Regions from separate parts of the Mus musculus genome. Here region 2 is linked to region 1. The links are chromatin contacts, called in public HiChIP or PLAC-seq maps. All regions are on one chromosome and are shown on one strand. Each heading gives the region's core, a stretch centred on a gene start, on an enhancer-like site or on the middle of the called end of the contact. The rest is flanking DNA. Distances are from core to core; before and after follow the strand shown.

Evidence for each region. HiChIP or PLAC-seq counts read pairs in DNA pulled down with a chosen protein or histone mark.
Region 2: a contact with region 1 is called in an H3K4me3 HiChIP or PLAC-seq map of neural tube, with 8 times the contacts expected there. The contact joins the promoter of Cggbp1 here to the enhancer-like site in region 1. A contact is called at or near these places in 2 of 39 promoter capture datasets (cranial neural crest and hippocampal neurons), 3 of 115 datasets of contacts at active chromatin or transcription factors (astrocytes, embryonic forebrain and neural tube) and 1 of 9 other capture datasets (embryonic stem cells).

Annotation. Positions count from the first base shown.
Region 1 is chr16:63,009,817-63,013,747 of GRCm38.p6, reverse strand. No RefSeq gene overlaps it. Among named protein-coding and RNA genes, the nearest start is that of Pros1, 160 kb to the right of the region's middle. Within about 2 kb of position 2,232, at least 4 of the 459 cell types and tissues checked have an H3K27ac peak or open chromatin away from gene starts, as enhancers often do. A contact at or near this core is called in neural tube, where this site is marked.
Region 2 is chr16:64,850,030-64,853,939 of GRCm38.p6, reverse strand. Cggbp1 (CGG triplet repeat binding protein 1) reads right to left here and starts at 1,939. Exons shown (of 3, transcript NM_178647.3): 1 at 1,704-1,939; 2 at 915-1,141. It overlaps Zfp654 (zinc finger protein 654), which reads left to right and starts at 2,217. Exons shown (of 9, transcript NM_001347245.1): 1 at 2,217-2,473. The coding sequence starts at 2,288.

The sequences.
Region 1 (3,931 bases), core at 983-3,482:
TTTTTCTCCCCTCTCTAGCAGAGAAGTACAGGAGTCCCCTAGGAGGAAATGATAGCCACTCAACACATTCATGCTGAATTCTTGAGTGAATTCATTCTTGGGTGTGCCGATCTATTTTTAAAATGATTATTGCTGTTGTCATACGAATGGGAAAATATGATGAGGCCCATCATAACATATACAGAAAATTAATCTGTTTGTATCCTTCACTGCAGGCTGTGTCAATAGTAAAGGATATAAAACTCACATCCCTGATAACTAACTCACAAGGAGAACAATAGCGCATGAGCATGCCGTTTCTAGACTCCAAGACCTGTCTTGAAAGAGTTCTATAAAATTCACTTTCTAGAACCCAGTCCTTAACTCATAACTTCTAAAAGCTGTTGCTAACCCAGCATAGAAAATTACCTAATGGAACACAGGGCCCCCAATGGAGGAGCTAGAGAAAATACCCAAGGAGCTGAAGGGGTCTGTAACCCTATAGGTGGAACAACAATATGAACTAACCAGTAACCCCAGAGCTCGTGTCTCTAGCTGCATATGTATCAGAAGATGGCCTAATCGGCCATCATTGGGAAGAGAGGCCCCCTTGGTCTTGCGAAGATCATATGCCCCAGTACAGGGGAACGGCAGGGCCAGGAAGCAGGAGTGGGTGGGTTGGGGAGCAGGGTGGGAGGAGGGTACAAGGGACTTTCAGGATAGCATTTGAAATGTCCATGAAGAAAATAGCTGCCCTAGCCTCTGTGATCTCAGGTTCATTATTACCCAAGTCTCAAGTATGGGTTCTGTCTCATATACATATATATATATGTATGTATGTGTATATATATATATATATATATATATATGTATATATATATATGTATGTATATATATATGTGTGTGTGTGTGTGTGTACATATATGTATGTATGTATATATGTGTATATATATATATATATATATATATTATTTGGGGTATACAATTTTTATATATAATATGACTCTCACTCTACATGCGGTGCATGTGTGTACATATTTTAAATTTTCCCAAAGAATTGCGAACAACCCCTTTTCCTGAGCTAAAAAAGCAAGCGCACAAGATATGGATCTCAACAAGTTACCTTCTGCCTTGGAAATTGGGTAATATCAGTCATGCTGGTTCATCCAAGATACCTCTTTCCTCATACTTTCTGCTCTTCAGCAACTTTAGCTGTGTTTTTTTAATAGTCTCTGCTCTGAGGCATTTAATTCTCACCGTCCAAATCTTTGTCTATGAGCCTTTAATTCACTTACAAAAATGCCACAGATTACAACATCCATCAGCAGAATGGTAGTCACAGGAAAACCAGACAAACGCACAAATCGGCACAAAAGTAAAAGCTTCAAACATGCAGTAAGAGCAAGAGGGAAGAATTGCAAGGCAAACAAAGAAGGACTTCCTCCTGATGTCATAATTGCAGGTCCCACAGAAATCCTCTAATCGCCTTGCTGAATGTAAATATGTTCTTGCCTCATAGGAAAGCCATGTTGATGATCTATCACACCAGACCCAGATGGAACAAAGGAAAAATGTTCTCTAATTCACACTAGAGAACGAACAAGAGGGCTTAAGTTTAATATCCACTAGACCATAAATAAATCTCTCAGGTACCGTTGCACTCTCCAGTTAGAGTATTTCAGCATGTGGGTGACTCAGTCACTGGGGGATATTATTTGTAACAGGTCTTGCCTGCCCTTTCTCCTACAATGCTCTATAAAGTGAAGAACAAATGTATTCCCCCTACAGTTAAAAGTTTGGGAATTTAAACTATCTACCCAGAGGTAGATAAATAAAACCTCACTTTCTGAAAGCATTCAAGACTTCCTTACATCTGCTTCATTTCCATAAGGCAAAGAAGAACTAATGTAGAAAAATCCGATATTTTAAATAATTCTTTTTCTGTCCGGTAGTTTTTCCTACACAAGTCAGGCTACAGGCATAAGCCTGCTCATTCTCTATCCAGAAGACGTCCACTGTCATTTCAATGCTGTAAGAGCTAAGAAAGTTTGATTCTCTCAGGCAAAAGAACTGCCATGGAATTTCAACTAACTTGCCTTGAGATCCTGACAGAGAAGTTTATTAGGCAAACCATGCTTGTCCCAGTTCATCTCTGACGCCAGGCCCCATGACTGAGTCAAACATGAATGTTATTGCCATCATTTCTATTAGGCTGAGGACACATGAACAAATGAGTGCTATAATTTGAATGTAGAAGGCTCTTCAAAGGGTCAAGGGTGAAAGACTTCATCACCATCTTTGGGCTATAGGGAGGAGGGAGAAGGTTTAAGAAACCATGCTTGGGATGGAACCTTTTGTTCTTCTGCTTTCAGCCATGATGGGAAGAGCTTTGTTCTGCCTTTCATTCTTGCGGCTGCTTTCCAACACTTGAACCGTGAAAGCAAGGGGCCCAGTGAATAATGGACTAAAACTCTCAATGCTATGGGCCAAAACAAACTGTGTTTTTTTTTTAAACAACAACAAAAAATTAGTGTAGTCTCCTGTCATTCTAAGGCGAATGATATTGCCTTCTACAATAGCTCAGTTACCAAATCCAGACTCCAAGAAGTTGAAAGGAACTATCTACTCTCTATCATTCAAGTCACAGGTGGAATGTAGACACATAAATTTAAGGGGGATGCATAAAGATCACTGCTAAGCAGGATGACAAAAAGAGGCAGAAATTAATCCTCTACCACCAAACAGCCAGGAATTAACTGGAACTCCAGCACTTGGGAAAGTAAGACTGTCAGATCAAGAGCTAGAGAGAAAAAGACTATCTTAAAACAAAAATGTGTGTGTGTGTGTTTTATATATGTGTGTGTGTGTGTGTAGATATATAATGTGTATGATATATAATATATAGCATATATATTCTATTTATAGTATATAATATTATGTATATACACATATAAATAATGTGTATATTACTTTAGGACAGCCAGGCTACCCTGCCTCATGGCTTAGGTGGCAGAAGACAGTTATGGCTGGCACTACTATGATGAACAAATATATGATGAGGAGGTGGGAAAGACAGAAAAATGGAATAATGCATATGCTATGGAGCTGAAAATGGAGACACAAGGTCAGTGACGGGGTGAAGGAGGGCTAAGCTTGGCATGTCATTGCCCAGTAGGGTCGTTGGAGTGGTGAGCAACAGCTTGGAGGTCGCCAACGCAATGCCCAGCCACAAGGTTGCCCTGGCTCTGGATGACGATGGAGGTACCAGATGAGGAACCATTCACTTCTGGATTGGACCACCTTAAAGGATGCCACCAGAGGCCACATTGGTATCTGTGGTCTATAGTGTTTCCTCAGGCTGCAATGAAGCTAGAGATCTATGTGATCATATGTAGTCTGTGCCACTGACTGGGGCCTCGGGTATGTATTCTGGCTTTGCTACCTCAGGGAGTCATGTGGATATGAGTGGCCTGTGAGGCTATCTGAGGGATCTTGGGGTCTTTGGTCTGTGCTGCTACTGAATCACTGAAGGCCATGAGTGGGATAGTGGTACTGATGTGGCCAGGAGGGTTGTGTTGAAGTCTGTGGCCTGTGTTACCACCCAAGGTCATGTGGATTTTTGTGGTTGCTGCCTCCTTGAGCCATGTTAGTGCCCAAGGGTCAGGATGTCGACGAGGGCCATGTTGAAGTGCTAATGGCCCGTGCAGCCAACAGGTGCTGTGCCAATGTCACTGATGCATGCTGCTACTAAAGACCATTGGAAAGTCTTGATGAGGCCAGGGGACTGGATTGATGTTCCAGGCCTGTGATACCACCTAAAGCAATGTGAATATCTGTGATCTGGGCTGTGGTCTGAGGCCAGGGTGATATCCAAATCCATGCTGCTGCCTAGGGCCATGTCTCAGTCTGGGGTCCTACTGCAGTTGAGGTCTATGTTGATGTCCAGTGGCCT
Region 2 (3,910 bases), core at 690-3,189, 1.8 Mb before region 1:
AAAATTATCAACGGACTATCAGCTATATAAAATTACAAGCACTGGAAACCCAAGATAATAAATATACTTTGATAACAAAAGATTAGCAAGACTTACTCTTCTATGCCTGTGATTTAACTTTTTATAATAATCAAGACATCAGATACTACTATACTGAATAATTTTGTTAAAAACATGTTGAAGAAATACTTCAAGTATGTTCTGAAGAATTCGTTTTTATAAGTAACATTACAAAGCATGGAGTATCCCACTGCATTAGTCTACTTGCTGGGCAACACCAAGATTATTTCAACTTTGGTCTGTATTTTGAGCAAAATCTATGAACTCAAAGTAGGACTTAGCAATTCATGAAAATTCTCTAAGGCACAAAATGTCTAGAATTTCACATGCTTAATTTCTGTGGATTTCCACCCCACCACATCTTTGACACTCAAGGGTTACGTGTGAGATACTGTTTTAGGGCATAGGTTTTTCATGGCAGAAAAGACAGACATCATGATGAATCCCACCTAATACTCAGCAAATCCTCACTGCAAATGTCTGCAACTTCCACAAGTACTCTACACCTATGAAATAAAACCATTCTAGTAACAATTAAAGCTGTTATGAAAAACTAGGGGTGCAGTTAGAATTTTTCTTTGACTGCAAACTTACAGAAATGGGATCTGCAATTCTTGTGCCACGTGAAGCCTGAACTTTCCTGATCTTTTCTCTTGAAAGGTCTATTCTTGATACTGCCAATGAAAATAACCACCTCATAGAGGCGAGGAGGTTGGTTACGTGTAAAAGTGTTTCCAGAAGTCAGAAATATTTTAAACAAATGAGGAAGTTAAGATAGAGCACCCAGGGAACAAAAGCGAAACAGCCATTTACTACAGCAAAAGTAAACTGAGTTTTCAAGTCGAAATACTCACCAGCTTAATTTCCAGTCGGGTTTTTGTTTGTTTGTTTGTTTTTCCTTGATATTAAGTAGTGACAGTTTTCTGGATGCAAAACCACAGACGCATCCAATCCGAGCGACTTCGCGTTCGTTCAGACCCCGGAGACGCCTTCGACTCAGTTTTTCAACAGGTGGTGGTGGGGAAACAGTTCCTGGGCTTGCACCCTATTTTCCCGGTGGCGCCGGGAAGTCATGTCTTTACTGTAAAACACAAAAAACAAACAGAAAGGGAAGATGGTGGAGGGGCGGGAAAGGCAGGGCGCAGGCCCGCGGCAGAGCGGCTCGGGCCACGCTCTGCACACAGGTGTCTGTCTCTCTCCGCCTTCCGTGCGCGATCCCGAAGCTCCAGCCAGCCCCACGCCAGCTCGGCTCGCACGCCCCGGGGCGGGTGGCCCGGCGGCCCGCGCGCTCCGCAGGCCCGAGGCTCCGGTGGGGGCGGGGAAGGCGGGCGCGGGCCGCCGGACGTCTAGACAGCCTCCTCCCGCCGCGCCGGCCGAGGTGGCGCCCCGGCGCCGCGACCCCGCCTGCGGGCCGGGGCCGGGGCCGAGGCCGCGTCCCAGCCGCCCTCGGAGGGCCCCGGAGAAGTCCGCCGCACCGCCGCCGACTCCGTGGCTGTCCCCGGGGAGGGGGCGGCGGGCGCCGGCCGAGGCCGTCGCTGTCAGGCTGGCCCGGCTCCTTCCTCCTCCACCTCCGGCCCCGCCCCCGGTTCCCTCGCCCGGCCCGAAGGCCTGGGCTCGCCGCCCGCACCAACGGCCAAGCCCACCTTCCGCCTTCCCAGCTCTTCGGGACCGTAGGAGCGGGCCGCCGTTAGGGGAAGTGCACGAGCCCTCGCCAGGAAGGAAGAGAGGAGGAAGAAAGGGCAGAGCAACGGGATGAAGGAGATCCCGTTGCGGCCGCCGCTGCTTCCGCCGCTGCTTCAGCCGCTGCTCCTGCCGCTGCCACCGCCGTCGCCGCCGCCCGAGCGAGCTCCGCCGCGGCCGCCGTGTCCCCTGCCGCGCCCCGTCCTCCGGCGCGCCCTATGGCAGGGCTCGTAGGCGGTCCTCAGCAACCGCCGAGTAGTGTGGACCAACAGATGGCAGGCCTGGCAAACAGACGGCTAGTGTAACCAATAGGAAGGTAGGGCGGGCATGCCTATGATTGGCGGTGTCCTTCCTCCAGTGAAAACTGGGGGCGTGGGTGGGCGGAGCCGGAAGTAGAGCCCAGGCGAGTAGCCCTGTCCGGCTGGGGCGGAGGGAAAGGGGGAGGGAACTAGAGGAGGAGGAGGAGGTTAGCTGAGGCAGCGGCGGCGGCAGCGGCGGCGGCGGCGGCGGCGCAGGGGCTGGGTACGCGCTGGGCGGCGAGAGCCTCATGGCGGAGGAAGAGAGCGACCAAGAGGCCGAGCGCCTCGGAGAAGAGCTCGTGGCCATTGTGGAGTCCCCCCCGGGCCCAGTGGGGCTCCTAGCTGCGGGCGACGGCAGAGGGGGGGCCGGCGGCGGCGGCTGTGGCGGCGGCGTCGGGATCAGCAGCCGGGATTACTGCCGACGCTTCTGTCAGGTGAGGCGCCCGTCGGCCGCTCCGACTTGTCACTGGGCTCCCGGGCCTCTGCGTGGCTCCTGGCCTGCTGGCCCAGGTCTCTGCGTCGTGTCCGGGACCGGTCCTCCGGCGGGACGGAGAGGGAGTCTGGGAAGCCCCGGTCCCCTCTCTGCACCGCTCCGAGCTCGGCGATGGGGACGACGGGGAGTGGGGTTGGGGGTGACTTGCGGACTTGGAGGTGAGGAGAAAGTGAGTTTGTCGCGGCGGCGGTGGTGGTGGTGGGCTGGGAGCTGGACGGTCAACTGGAAAGCACCCCGTCCTGACATGCCTGTGCCTCCCTGCAGACCCTCTTCGTACCCCAGGGTCCCGCCTTTCTCAGGTTCACTACCCGGTCCCTCTCACTTCTGCTGGGCTCTCCCGTCTTTCTCTGTTACCCAGGTTCCCCCGCATTCTCTTTTTCAGAGACGCCAAGCATGCTATCACCCCACTGCCTGCCCTCCTGTCATCGCCACCCCTCCCCCTCTGCTAGGGTCGCCTGTCATTCCCTCACTAGGTCCCTCTGGACCAGTTCTTCCGTTGGCCTTGGCACTGTCCCACCGTTAGCTACTCCCCTCCCCCACCAGGTGTGTGTGTGTTGGGAGGGGGGGTGTTTTCCGTGTGGAACCTTATAGGAGTGATTGTCATCTTTCCCTTTTTTTGACCCCCTTCTCTGACAAGCACACTGTTTCCTAATTGTCTGACTACAGAGAAAGTCGTTTTTCCTGAAACTATTGCCCTCGTTACACCACCCCTCCCCCAGCCTTTAAATTACTCGTTTTTGGTTGGTCTGTTAAATTCAGTATCGGAAAAAGTGACAGTAAATTATTTGTTTCCTTTATTCTGCCGACTGCTTTTAAGGATTGCATGTAGTTTTTATCTAACTGTAAGCAAATATAGAAACAAGCTCCGGGTTTAGGGATAAAGTTTGGATAATCTGCGTTCTCATCTGCATGCATTTGTAATATAAGGGTTTTTTTTTTTTTTTGCATTCTTAACACTTGCTTCTTTAAAAAAAGATACTTTGTTTCTTACTGCCTTTTAAAAACTGTTTCTTAACCTGCACAAAGTATTCAAGCTCTGGCTCTTCCGTTTCTTATCTGTTACTTAACCTGTTACTTAACATCTGTGCCTCAGTTACTTTTTTGGTTGGAATAGTTGCTAGCTGGGTAAATACAGGAAAGGTTTGGATGAGTTAGCCGTTTATTTTCATTCTGGTCACAGGTGCGCAATAAAGTGAACACTGAGTGGGCATTAAATTTGTTGACATTTCATTTTATGCCTTGCCAAGCATTTAAGGAAAGAAGAGTAAGTTGATATTTTTGGATAAGTTACTGGTGATTAAATTTAAATTTTCTGCCCATGCCATAGATACATTGGTTTGAAGGTCGAAACAGTCTGGGTATAAACAGTGTATATCTT